Linked DNA regions of Hordeum vulgare: region 2 is linked to region 1. The links are chromatin contacts, called in public HiChIP or PLAC-seq maps. All regions are on one chromosome and are shown on one strand. Each heading gives the region's core, a stretch centred on a gene start, on an enhancer-like site or on the middle of the called end of the contact. The rest is flanking DNA. Distances are from core to core; before and after follow the strand shown. Region 1 holds the start of LOC123440520 (protein ENHANCED PSEUDOMONAS SUSCEPTIBILITY 1-like). Region 2 holds the start of LOC123440522 (transcription factor DIVARICATA-like).

Region 1 (5,206 bases), core at 901-3,400:
CAACATCTCTCTGAGTTGCATCCCAAACGGAAATCAGCTAAAATGTGTTGTTGTATACATGTTTGTTGATTATTTTTATGAACACATGGATGATTATTTTTGTATACATGTTTGTCATCTATTGAGAAAATAAAAAGGTGCCATTTGCTTCATATTTGTAATGTATATTTTTTCTCCATACAAAATTTGCTTATATTGAGTTTAAAATTACACTGATTAGGAGACTAGCTCATATGTATGTGTCTACCTGATAGTAACCAAGAAAGAAAGCCGCACGCCATTAGCACATCAACAAGGAGAACTCAGGAACACTGATATCAAACACTTGACAACCTTATTTTATTTCCAGTTACCAGTCCCACAATCCATCCATCTCCTTCAGCACGTCGCTGCCTAAGCTAGTCAATCCAGGCACTACGAGCACCATGCCACGGTCCGCCCGCGCGCACCACCACTTCCCGAAATGGATTCATCCTCCTGCACAGTGCACACATCCGGGGAAGGCAGCTTGACGACATGCCATGGCGGCCCTACTTGCGCGCGCGCGCACGCACGGACGCACGGACGCGGCAAGGCATCGATCACAACAGGTGCGCCGGGCACGACACGTAGCGCATGAACCCGTCGTCGCGGAGCAGCGCCGCCATGGTGTCCGGGGCGAGGCACACCTCGATGTCCACGCTGCCGTCCCCGGAGCGGCCCGGGAACGCCGACATCTTGCCGTCGAACTTGTTGGCGCGCCCGCTGCGCACCGCCAGGGGGCGGCCCCACCCGAAGTCGTTGCCCTCGTACATCGGGAACCGGTTGGAGCTGCCCATCGTCACCACCGCGCCGTCCGGGTTGCCCAGCGGGAAGCACCGGGGCGCCGCCTGCCACGCGGCCGCCGCGCCGCGTATCGCTTCGTCGCCGTACGCCGCCAGGCTCGCGTTCAGCCTGGACGCCGCCCACCGCAGGTCGTTGGACGCCAGCTCCGCCACCGTCGCCGTCGTGGGCGCGCTCTGGATGGCGTTGCCGAAGTAGGCAGGGGAGACCGCCGGGCGCAGCCTGTGACGGCAGTTCACCGCCAGGCGAAGCGTCGTCGTCGCGTCGGCGTCGAGCTGCTTCCGCGCGCGCGTCGTCGAGATCCATATCTGCGCGCACAGTGACTGGAAGGACGAGATCTCGGTGCGCGCTTCCTGGTTCTTGGGGTCATGCGCCATCTTGCCGTAAACCTCGGCGTCTTGACCGGCGCTGGACCGACGGTTGGCTATCGCCTTCAGCTCGCGAATTGCGTCCCTGCTGAAGTGGAAGATTCTCTCGCGAAGGGGCGCATCCGCGTCAAAGGTCACGGCGGGGCCCACGCCGCCGGCAAAGCGGAGGACGGCCGTTGACTCGCCAAAGAAGTTGCGGCGGAAGTCCGGCAGCTTGGGCGACGCGCCGCGGCAAAGGGCGGCCCAGGTGTTATAAAAGTGCCAGAAGGAAGTGCCGTCCACGACGGCGTGGTTGGCGACGACGCCGATGAAGACGGCGCCGTCGCCGAGCACGGTAAGCTGGAACGACGTGAGAGGGCGGCGGTGGCCCTCGTAGCTCACGGTGCGGTCCATGGGGAACAGGTCCTTGGTCAGCCTGGTCGGGACGTCGGCGTTGGGCAGGAGGAAGTCGTTGAGCGACAGGGCTGGCGCCACGGCGTGATGGAAGTCGACGCCGGCGTCGTTGCAGCGGATGACGATGCGGTCGTCGGGGAGGGTGACGAAGCGGCCGGCGAGGGCCGGGAAGATGGCGAGCGCGCGGGAGAGCGACGACACGAGCAGCGAGACGAGGGAGGCCATGGGGACGTCGGGGGCGGGGAAGAAGAGGCCCTTCTGGATGTAGTGGCACGACAGCATGGGCAGGTCAGAGACGGAGAGCGTGAGGTCCCCGATCGCCGACGGCGGGCCGTCAGGGAGCACGGCCTGCCTCGACACGACGGTGATGCCCGAGCCCGACATGGGCGCGTCCAGGCAGATGGCCTGGTTGGGCATAATGGCGGGGGCGGTGGGGACGGTGTCCATCATAGTCATGGCGGAGAGCATCTGAGCCATGGGTGCTAGCTGATCGGTTGCTAATGGCGCGTTGCGCAGTAGAGGCCAAGGAGGTGGTTTGGGCAGTGCTGCCTTGTGCTGGACAGTGAGCAAGCTGGGGCGGTTTATATAGGACACCAAGGGGGTGCTGGATGCATGCACCTGAGCGCTCATCGCATCACTACCTTCTCTACCAGTAATAACACTGTTTTGGATATTCTCTGGGCAGGTTTGGTGGTTGTCTGATGCACAGATGCATACACAAGTCAGATAAAGGATCAAACACATACTCCTATCTGTATGTGTGTTGAGGTAGTACTTGTGACTTGTGAAGGGCTCAGCCCCCAAAAAAAGAAAAGGAAAGGTTCCGTTTCTTAAAATAAGCGAGGATGGTGATTAGGATTGTGTATCAGCGTTAGCCAATTTGTTGGTTGTGCTATAAAATATTCCAACTCTTTGGGGGTTGTTCCAGGTAGTAATAATTAGAATAATTGTTTGCAACGCCGTATAAATATTCTACTATAGCTGCTTTGCTCATGATTTACCTGCCTTTATTATTGTCATTGCGTAAATAAATGGTTGCCAAACAACAATATTGCACGTGATTTATCTGCCGAAATTCAAGGATTTTATTTGATGATAAACTCTTATTTGGTAAGCATTAATCTACCAAAAACATTGGTAAGTCAATAAATGGTGGGGAAATTAAAGCGGTTTTCAAGAAGAAATGGTGAACAAAACTAGGGATGGGAGGAGTTTTTTTTTTTAAATGAGAGAGGGGAAGGGCGATAAAAAATGCTAAACGTATGGACCTTTACGGACCCTTTCCTAATAACCTTTTCAGCTCCTGATTTTCATCCGGTGGGGGCCCTCCCTCTCCCTTTAATCTAATCACAACGTGACAAATCAATACCATCCTGTAAAACGTCTATAATCTTTCGTCGATGTAGCGTTACGCGTGGGTGATGTATGAACTTATACAATCCCCAACCCCCTTTAGGCCTTGTTTGGTTAGGATACAATTCACATGGATTGACATGGATCACAACCCAATCCACATGGTTTATTCTGACGAGGAACTGTTCCCTGTGGATCATAGTTGACGTGTTTGGTTTGGGCCACAGCGGGGAACTTCCCGGCCCAAACCATGTCGATCTCCTTTCATCCACGGGGCTCAGCATAATCGCCTCTGATGCGTGGAACAGATCCACACGAGGAACGTCTTGTGGCTGATCCTTTCTGCCCCTTGAGTCGCTACAGCTGCTCCTCTCCATTGCTGCTCCTGGGTCAACCAAACGAGAGCTTAAAGGGAGGGGATTGGTATGCAGGGATTGATGACAAGAAGGGATCAATCTAATCCCTAGGTGGATTAGTTCCACCAGGAGATTAGTTCCACTACAACCAAACAAGGCCTTAATGGTAAGTAAAACAACCATAATTCATCAACTGGTAACATGAGCGATCCGCTGCTTGGAGTGATCGCCAGACGTGTTGTGTCCTGTCCAGCTCAGTTGTCTCGTAACTAGTGAACACATATCTAACCCACACGATGCTCAACCATCTTATCCCCGAACCCTCATCCTCTCTCTTCCAGGAACCACCACCCATCATTCTTCCCCATGAGACCATGATCTAGCCATGACAAGGCTCTATTTTGCCCCTGGCTGGTGCTGCAAGACAGCGTCAATGGATTGCAAGGGAGCCCCATTCCCTTCTCCTGCTCCTTTCCCACCACTTGCCGGTAGAGGTTGCCCCACTGCAGCCACGAGGAAGACGACGAGTGAAGTCAACGACAAAAGGCCCACGTGAAGCAGGCCAGAGGAACCCGATGATCGACCCGTAGCACGAAACAAGGAAAAATGGTTTGCCGACGAGCGCAATAAGTCTTGTATTGCAAAGCGTCAAGCGTAACACAATCTTTGTTGCAAAGACTGACGCACCTCAGTTGTTCACGGAGGAGTGATCAGACGACTGTCTCGTGATCCACCAACGGTTGCATAGGCGGTTAATCTTTTCAGATTATCATCTTACCCATCGCGTAACATTCCCTCACTGGGTATCGGTCCATCACAGATATTTTGATCAGCTGATCTTCCTAATTCCATCCTAGCAGGTTAATTCATGATTCTCCTTTTCACCCGATGATTGACCCGTAGCACGAAACAAGGAAAAACGGTTTGGCGACGAGCACAATAAGTCTTGTATTGCAAAGCGTCAAGCGTAACACAAGCTTTGTTGCAAAGACTGACGCACCTCAGTTGTTCACGGAGGAGTGATCAGACGACTGTCTTGTGATCCACCAACGGTTGCATAGGCGGTTAATCTTTTCAGATTATCATCTTACCCATCGCGTAACATTCCCTCACTGGTATCGATCCATCACAGATATTTTGATCAACTGATCTTCCTAATTCCATCCTAGCAGGTTAATTCATGATTCTCCTTTTCTTTTTGCAGTGCCACGCTAGCTAGAATTTCCCTAGCTTCAATTCGAGAAATTGGAAGGAAAAAACGTCACATCATCAAACAAACTAAATTACTAGCACTACTTGGTGCTGAAAGTCTTTAATTAGCTGATGGTTCCGGTAACTGAAGCCAGACCAGTACAAAAGACAGGTATAACACTCATTGAGGTGATATTATAGAGTACGTTGATGGAATATGTTTTTTTGCACAGATTCAATGAACGTGTACCGGCTTTGCATATTAAATGGAGATGTAACGTCAAAAGCATTTGCTGTCGTGCTAATAGCCTCAATATTGTTCGATGGCATTTTTTGAACGCCTCGTCTACAACCTCTAGGGCATAGAGCATCTATTTCATTCATGGCGTCCACATCCACCTCATCGGTGGATTAGCTCTCAGTTCTCTCATCACCACCTGTTACGTGGTCGACGTCTCCGTGATAGAAAAATACGCCTTGTTGCGTCCGATTTCTTATTAGTTTTGTGTAGTACTGTACCCCGCGCGCGATGGTGTTGTTGATTTTAGTTCTTTGCATCTTATTATAGGAGCGGTGGTCTGGAACGTCGTAACAACCACCATTAATCGCCTCATGGTCGATGATCAAGTGCTATCAATTAAGTAGTGCTAGGCATGCTTGATTTGCCACCAGACATGAATTGGTTATATTGCTTTGGATGATGATGCGCTATGCACACTGCCA
Region 2 (5,206 bases), core at 1,616-4,115, 340 kb after region 1:
TTCGACACCACCTCAACAACCATCGGAGAAAAAACAACAGATCATTTTTTCATTCAAACTCGACACAGCTTCATCGTTGATATATAATTTTATGGACATTTAAAATGGCTCATCCACAATAACCGTGCGAGCGGATTTCTACATACAAATACACTGGAGAAAGCTGCTCCATTGATTCTTTTTTACTATGCAATTACGCGACAGGTAGAAGCCCTGGCGCACATGTACGCCACCAAACACGCATATACGCCACTAGTGTGTCTGCCACTTTGCACCAAGTTTTACTTGAGCTTTCTGTTTGACATATTCGATTTGGGATAGTTAATGACATGTTTGAAGCGGCCCCTCAAATTGTCCTAAATGTTCACACCGAGCTGTCAGTTTACCATCCAGTTTTTTGTGGACATGTGTGTGAGTCGGTTTTCCCGCAAATCAAAAACAAACCGGATGAATTTTTGAGATCCTGAATCTCCGTCGGGTAGGAGTCACACACCCCTTGAATCACCCAAAATCACGCACGGAGCTTGCATCTCCTTCCCTTCCCTTTGCTATGCATATCTTTCTCTTTGACCAATGATGACGTTGTACCAACCCGGTCGCCCGCCAAACCCTTCTAGATCTTTGCGATCTTCACCGTTCCACCGGGTCATCATGCTCCTTTGCCTACACCGTTGTTACACCTCTCGTTTGTACGCCATGCGAATTCGTCCGTTGGGGTGACCACACCTGATAAGTGTTCGATGAAATGTCGTCCTAATTTTTTGACATTTTTCTCCCGTCTTTTGAATCTATGGATTCAGACATGGAGTACTTTACAATAACTACATTGAGACATCCAACGATTCGTACGATGAGGAGGAGTACGAGGATGAAACGACGATGATGCAAACAGTCCTTGCAGACACAAAGCATGGGGAAAAGCATGTTCTCAATTTGAAGGGATCAATCAAGGGTCATCGAGTGCTAAATCGGAGTGGGGCACTAGCCATTTGACGTTGATCGACGACTACTTTGCTGTCGATGCCCTATTCGCGGACAATTTCGTCGACACTTTCGGATGCCGAAAATGTGTTTGACCGCCTCTACAATGGTGATTGGACCTATGATGACTAATTTATCTTGAAGAGGGGTGTCATAGGAAGAATTGGATTATCTGGTTGTCAAAAGTGCATGACAACATTGTGCACAGTCGCATATTCGTGCAACTAGTACCTCCGGGCTCCCGAGCGCACATGCACAGAAGCCATAGTCAGATTTGCTACTGCGAAGGTCGAGGTGTTTGGACCTCGGTAATTGAGAGAACCAATTGTCGCCGACGTCGAAAGGCTCATGTACTCTCAGAACCAAGATGGTGACCATGTATGCTCGGATCTCTTGATTGCATGTACTGGAGATGGAAAAAACTAACTATATGCTCTACCATCATTCTTGAAGTAGTTGCATCATAGGACCTTTGGATTTGGCATGCTTGAGTCTCATAGCGACATCAACGTGTTGCAATAGTCTTTATTGTTTAATAGGCCGACTAAAGGACAAGCTTTTCTGTGCAACTATACTGTTAATGGAGATGACTACAACATGAATTACTATTTGATTGACGCCGTGGGCGACTTTTGTAAGACCATCTCTGAGCTAGTTGATCAAAAAAGAGGTCAATTTGCCCAGAGACAAAGAGTTAGAAAGCATGTGGAGAGGTCATTTGGAGTGCTTCAAGCCCATTTTCAGTTTCGGTGACCTGCAAAAATATGAGATCCAATGACCTCGCAGGAGGGGATGACACGTTGTGTGATAATGCACAATATGATCGTGGAGGATGAGGATGAAGATGTTGCGGGAGGTCTGGAATTTTGAGAACATGGATGATTCTATCCAATTTTCGCATCAGAATCTAACAAGATTTGAGGAGCTTGTTCGAATATATCAATAAACTCTACATCGAGCAACTCATGAACAACTTAAGCAAGATATAACAAAGCATATGTGGGCACTTAAAGTAGACAACTAGAACATATGTACTAGTTAAATTCAAGTTTCAACTATTTGATTTCAGAACTTAGTTAGATTTATATTTACATTTGAACTAATGGCGCATTTGAATATTTTTCACTCCTTGAAGATGTGATATGTTGTTATTTTAAGTGTTGCAGTTTTTTAAAAAGCGAAACAAAGGTTTATAGATCAGGATTGGATAATGACTCATGTATCCGTGTCCACAAATAAATCTGAACCAACCCACAGACAAATAATGTGTCTATTTTAAGTGCCGACGCTGGAGATGCGCTAACCATATATGCCATGTGATGCACGAGCTCCCTTTTTTTTACTTTGCATCATGACAGGCACAATAACACTATATTGCACTCCCATAGTCTGTAAAAGGTCTCGCAAAAACATGTTCGTAAAAATCTGAAATAATTCATACATGTAACATGGGCCATAATCTATACACCTGCACATTTTGGTTACGAGACACGATCGATTCTTCCTTCTTTTATGAATACGGTATAAACGCAAGCATTGATATAAATGTGTATACATTCACCTCTATGAACGTACGCACATACATCTTATTTTTTTAACACCTTTCAAAGACTTGTCGAGCGTCTTTTTTCACTAAAAATATATTATCGAAAATTCTGAAGTAAGTTCAAAAATAATGTGAGCACGAGGACTCAAAACCTAAAAGGCTGGGATAGCACGGGTACTCTAACCATTCAACCAAGGATTGATTCGTCACGATCGATTCCTTGGGTTGAAATAATTCATACATGTCTGAAAAAGCAAGACATATATTCACCAAAACTGAATCTTGTTACCATTAGTTAGCATTCCCTCCTTGTTTCTTTACCTCTTGTGCTTGCCTCGTTGAGAGACCACAAACTCCACCAAGGCCCAATCACAAGCATCCACTTTCTTTTTGCTCATCTTCTCAAGGCCTCCAACGGTGGAGGCGGAATAAACTCCGGCCACTTTTTGCAGCCGCCCGGAATTTGATACTCCCCCGGTCCTCCCCTATATAGGCACGCCTCCTTCCACCTCCCTCCTTCGCCACTTTCCTGCCTTCCTCCATTGCTCGCCGTCCTAAGCCCAGCCGCTCAGGTAGGAGCACTAGAGCCGACATGATGGCGGAGGCGTGGATGAACGTGCTGCCGCCGCCGGCGCCCTACTTCGCCGGGCAGCCGTGCTGGGCCGTGCAGCAGGAGCGTCGCGGAGGCGGCGCTTGGACGCTGGAGGAGAACAAGGTGTTCGAGGAGGCGCTCGCGGCGATCGACCTGGACGCGCCGGACGGGTGGGAGATGGTCGCGCTGATGCTGCCCAGGAAGACGGTGGCCGACGTGGTGAACCACTACAGGGCCCTCGAGAACGACGTCGGGTTCATCGAGGCCGGGCTGGTCCCGTTCCCTCACTACGACAGCTCGTCCCCTTCGTCCGGGTTCACTCTGGACTGGGACGGCGGCAGCGCCGGCGCCGGCGGGTTCCGGCGCGGCTACTGCCTCAAGCGCGGGCGCGCCGACCAGGAGCGCAAGAAGGGCGTCCCGTGGACGGAGGAGGAGCACCGGTAAGCCGCCATCTTCGCGATCTTCTTGTGCTCCGATTGTTGGCGGTGGAAATTTGATCGTGTTCATGCGCTGCGTGCGTGCAGGCTGTTCTTGAAGGGGCTGAAGAAGTACGGGCGAGGGGACTGGAGGAACATCTCGCGCAACTACGTGACGAGCCGCACGCCGACGCAGGTGGCCAGCCACGCGCAGAAGTACTTCATCCGGCTCACCTCCGGCGGCAAGGACAACAAGCGCCGGTCCAGCATCCACGACATCACCACCGTCAACGTGCCCGACGAGGACGACCGCAACAGCCCCTCGGGGTCCCCGCCGTCCGCGGTCACCACCGCCGACACGAAGCCCTCGCCGTCGTTCGGCGGGCAAGGGCAACGGCACGCCTTCATGCCGCCGACGCTGCCAGTGGGGACGCTCGGCGGCGGCCATCCCTACGGCAACGTGAAGCTCGAGCACCAGAGCTCGTTCATGGACGGCGGCACAGTCCTCGACATCGACGACTCGCTCCTCCTGCAGATGCAATGCGGACAGCTGTGACGTCCCCTCTCGCCGCGGCGAATCCCGCCCGGAGGACAAAACAGCGGCGGCACCCATCACCATCATCGCATCCACGGCCGTGCTTGCCTCGAGAGCAGTCTGGTTGCAGAGCCGGCGTGCTTGTGTCTCGATCGACCGACACCCAGATGATGGCACCCAAGCGAAAACATGTGAGAGCGACACGGCGGTGCGGAGCGTGCAGGTCTGCGTCCATGGAGAAAGAAACCTCAAGAACCCATCGACGTGCCGCCCAGTGTACATAGAACCTCAACCTCCCACTGTACTGAAAAACAAAATCCGAAATAAGCCTTCGATGAAGCTCGTACTCCCGTGTGCGTGCTCCGGTCTCAAAATTGTTGGAACTTGGAAGTTTCGATTTGGCTAGGCTCTCTCGGCCGCCTGAAATCGTCCATGTGCTGCCGGCCTAGCCTGGCGCCCTGGCACCCGGGGCTTCTCATCAATGCTGATCTCGTTCCGTCCGTCGTCTCCGCCACGAAATATTGAATCCTCATCCTCCTGCGCAGGCCGGCCGGGCATAAACTAGTCCGCCTCGTGTTCCTTGCTCTCGCTCCTGCCTGCTGCCCGCCCATGCGCAGGTGTTGGCTCAGCTCAGGGCGCGCGCGCGCGCGCCACCTCTGGCTCCAGTTGGCCAGCTGCGGGGAGAGTATCAATTTGATTCGTCAATCAGCTCCACGAGAACTGCCTTGCCTTGCCTTGCGGAATGATGTAGTAGTGGCTGGCACGCTGCACGCAGCATCAATGCACTGTGGCACTACTACTACAGTACTACTACTACTACTAGCAGGGAGGGAATGAGTTGGAGGTCCACCCAGAGCAAGCCAAAGGCATCACATGCGCCAACAGCAACAGCAGCGAATCCCGTGTCCTTCTCGCTGTCGTCTCTACCCTTTTCGTCCCCTTCCTCCCTTCCCAGAGCGTGGAAAGCAATGTGAACTCGCACCGTTCGTTCATCAGTGGCGGTGGGCGCACGCTGTCGAGGGCACGGCCACGGCAGCAGCAGTGAGATTCACTCATTCGTGCAGGTGCCGGTCCCCGGAGCTCCAGTGGGACGCAGCGCTTGTCTGCCTGTTACGCGGTACGGTCTGGACGGGCTC

The links. HiChIP or PLAC-seq counts read pairs in DNA pulled down with a chosen protein or histone mark.
Region 2: an H3K4me3 HiChIP or PLAC-seq map of embryo shows a contact between it and region 1, with 5 times the contacts expected there. The contact joins the promoter of LOC123440522 here to the promoter of LOC123440520 in region 1. A contact is called at or near these places in 1 of 6 Hi-C or Micro-C datasets (leaf) and 1 of 1 datasets of contacts at active chromatin or transcription factors (embryo).

The regions. Positions count from the first base shown.
Region 1 is chr3H:545,245,943-545,251,148 of MorexV3_pseudomolecules_assembly, forward strand. It overlaps LOC123440520 (protein ENHANCED PSEUDOMONAS SUSCEPTIBILITY 1-like), which reads right to left and starts at 2,151. Exons shown (of 1, transcript XM_045117086.1): 1 at 313-2,151. The coding sequence starts at 2,060. The coding sequence ends at 582.
Region 2 is chr3H:545,584,184-545,589,389 of MorexV3_pseudomolecules_assembly, forward strand. LOC123440522 (transcription factor DIVARICATA-like) reads left to right here and starts at 2,866. Exons shown (of 2, transcript XM_045117087.1): 1 at 2,866-3,559; 2 at 3,644-4,416. The coding sequence starts at 3,120. The coding sequence ends at 4,091.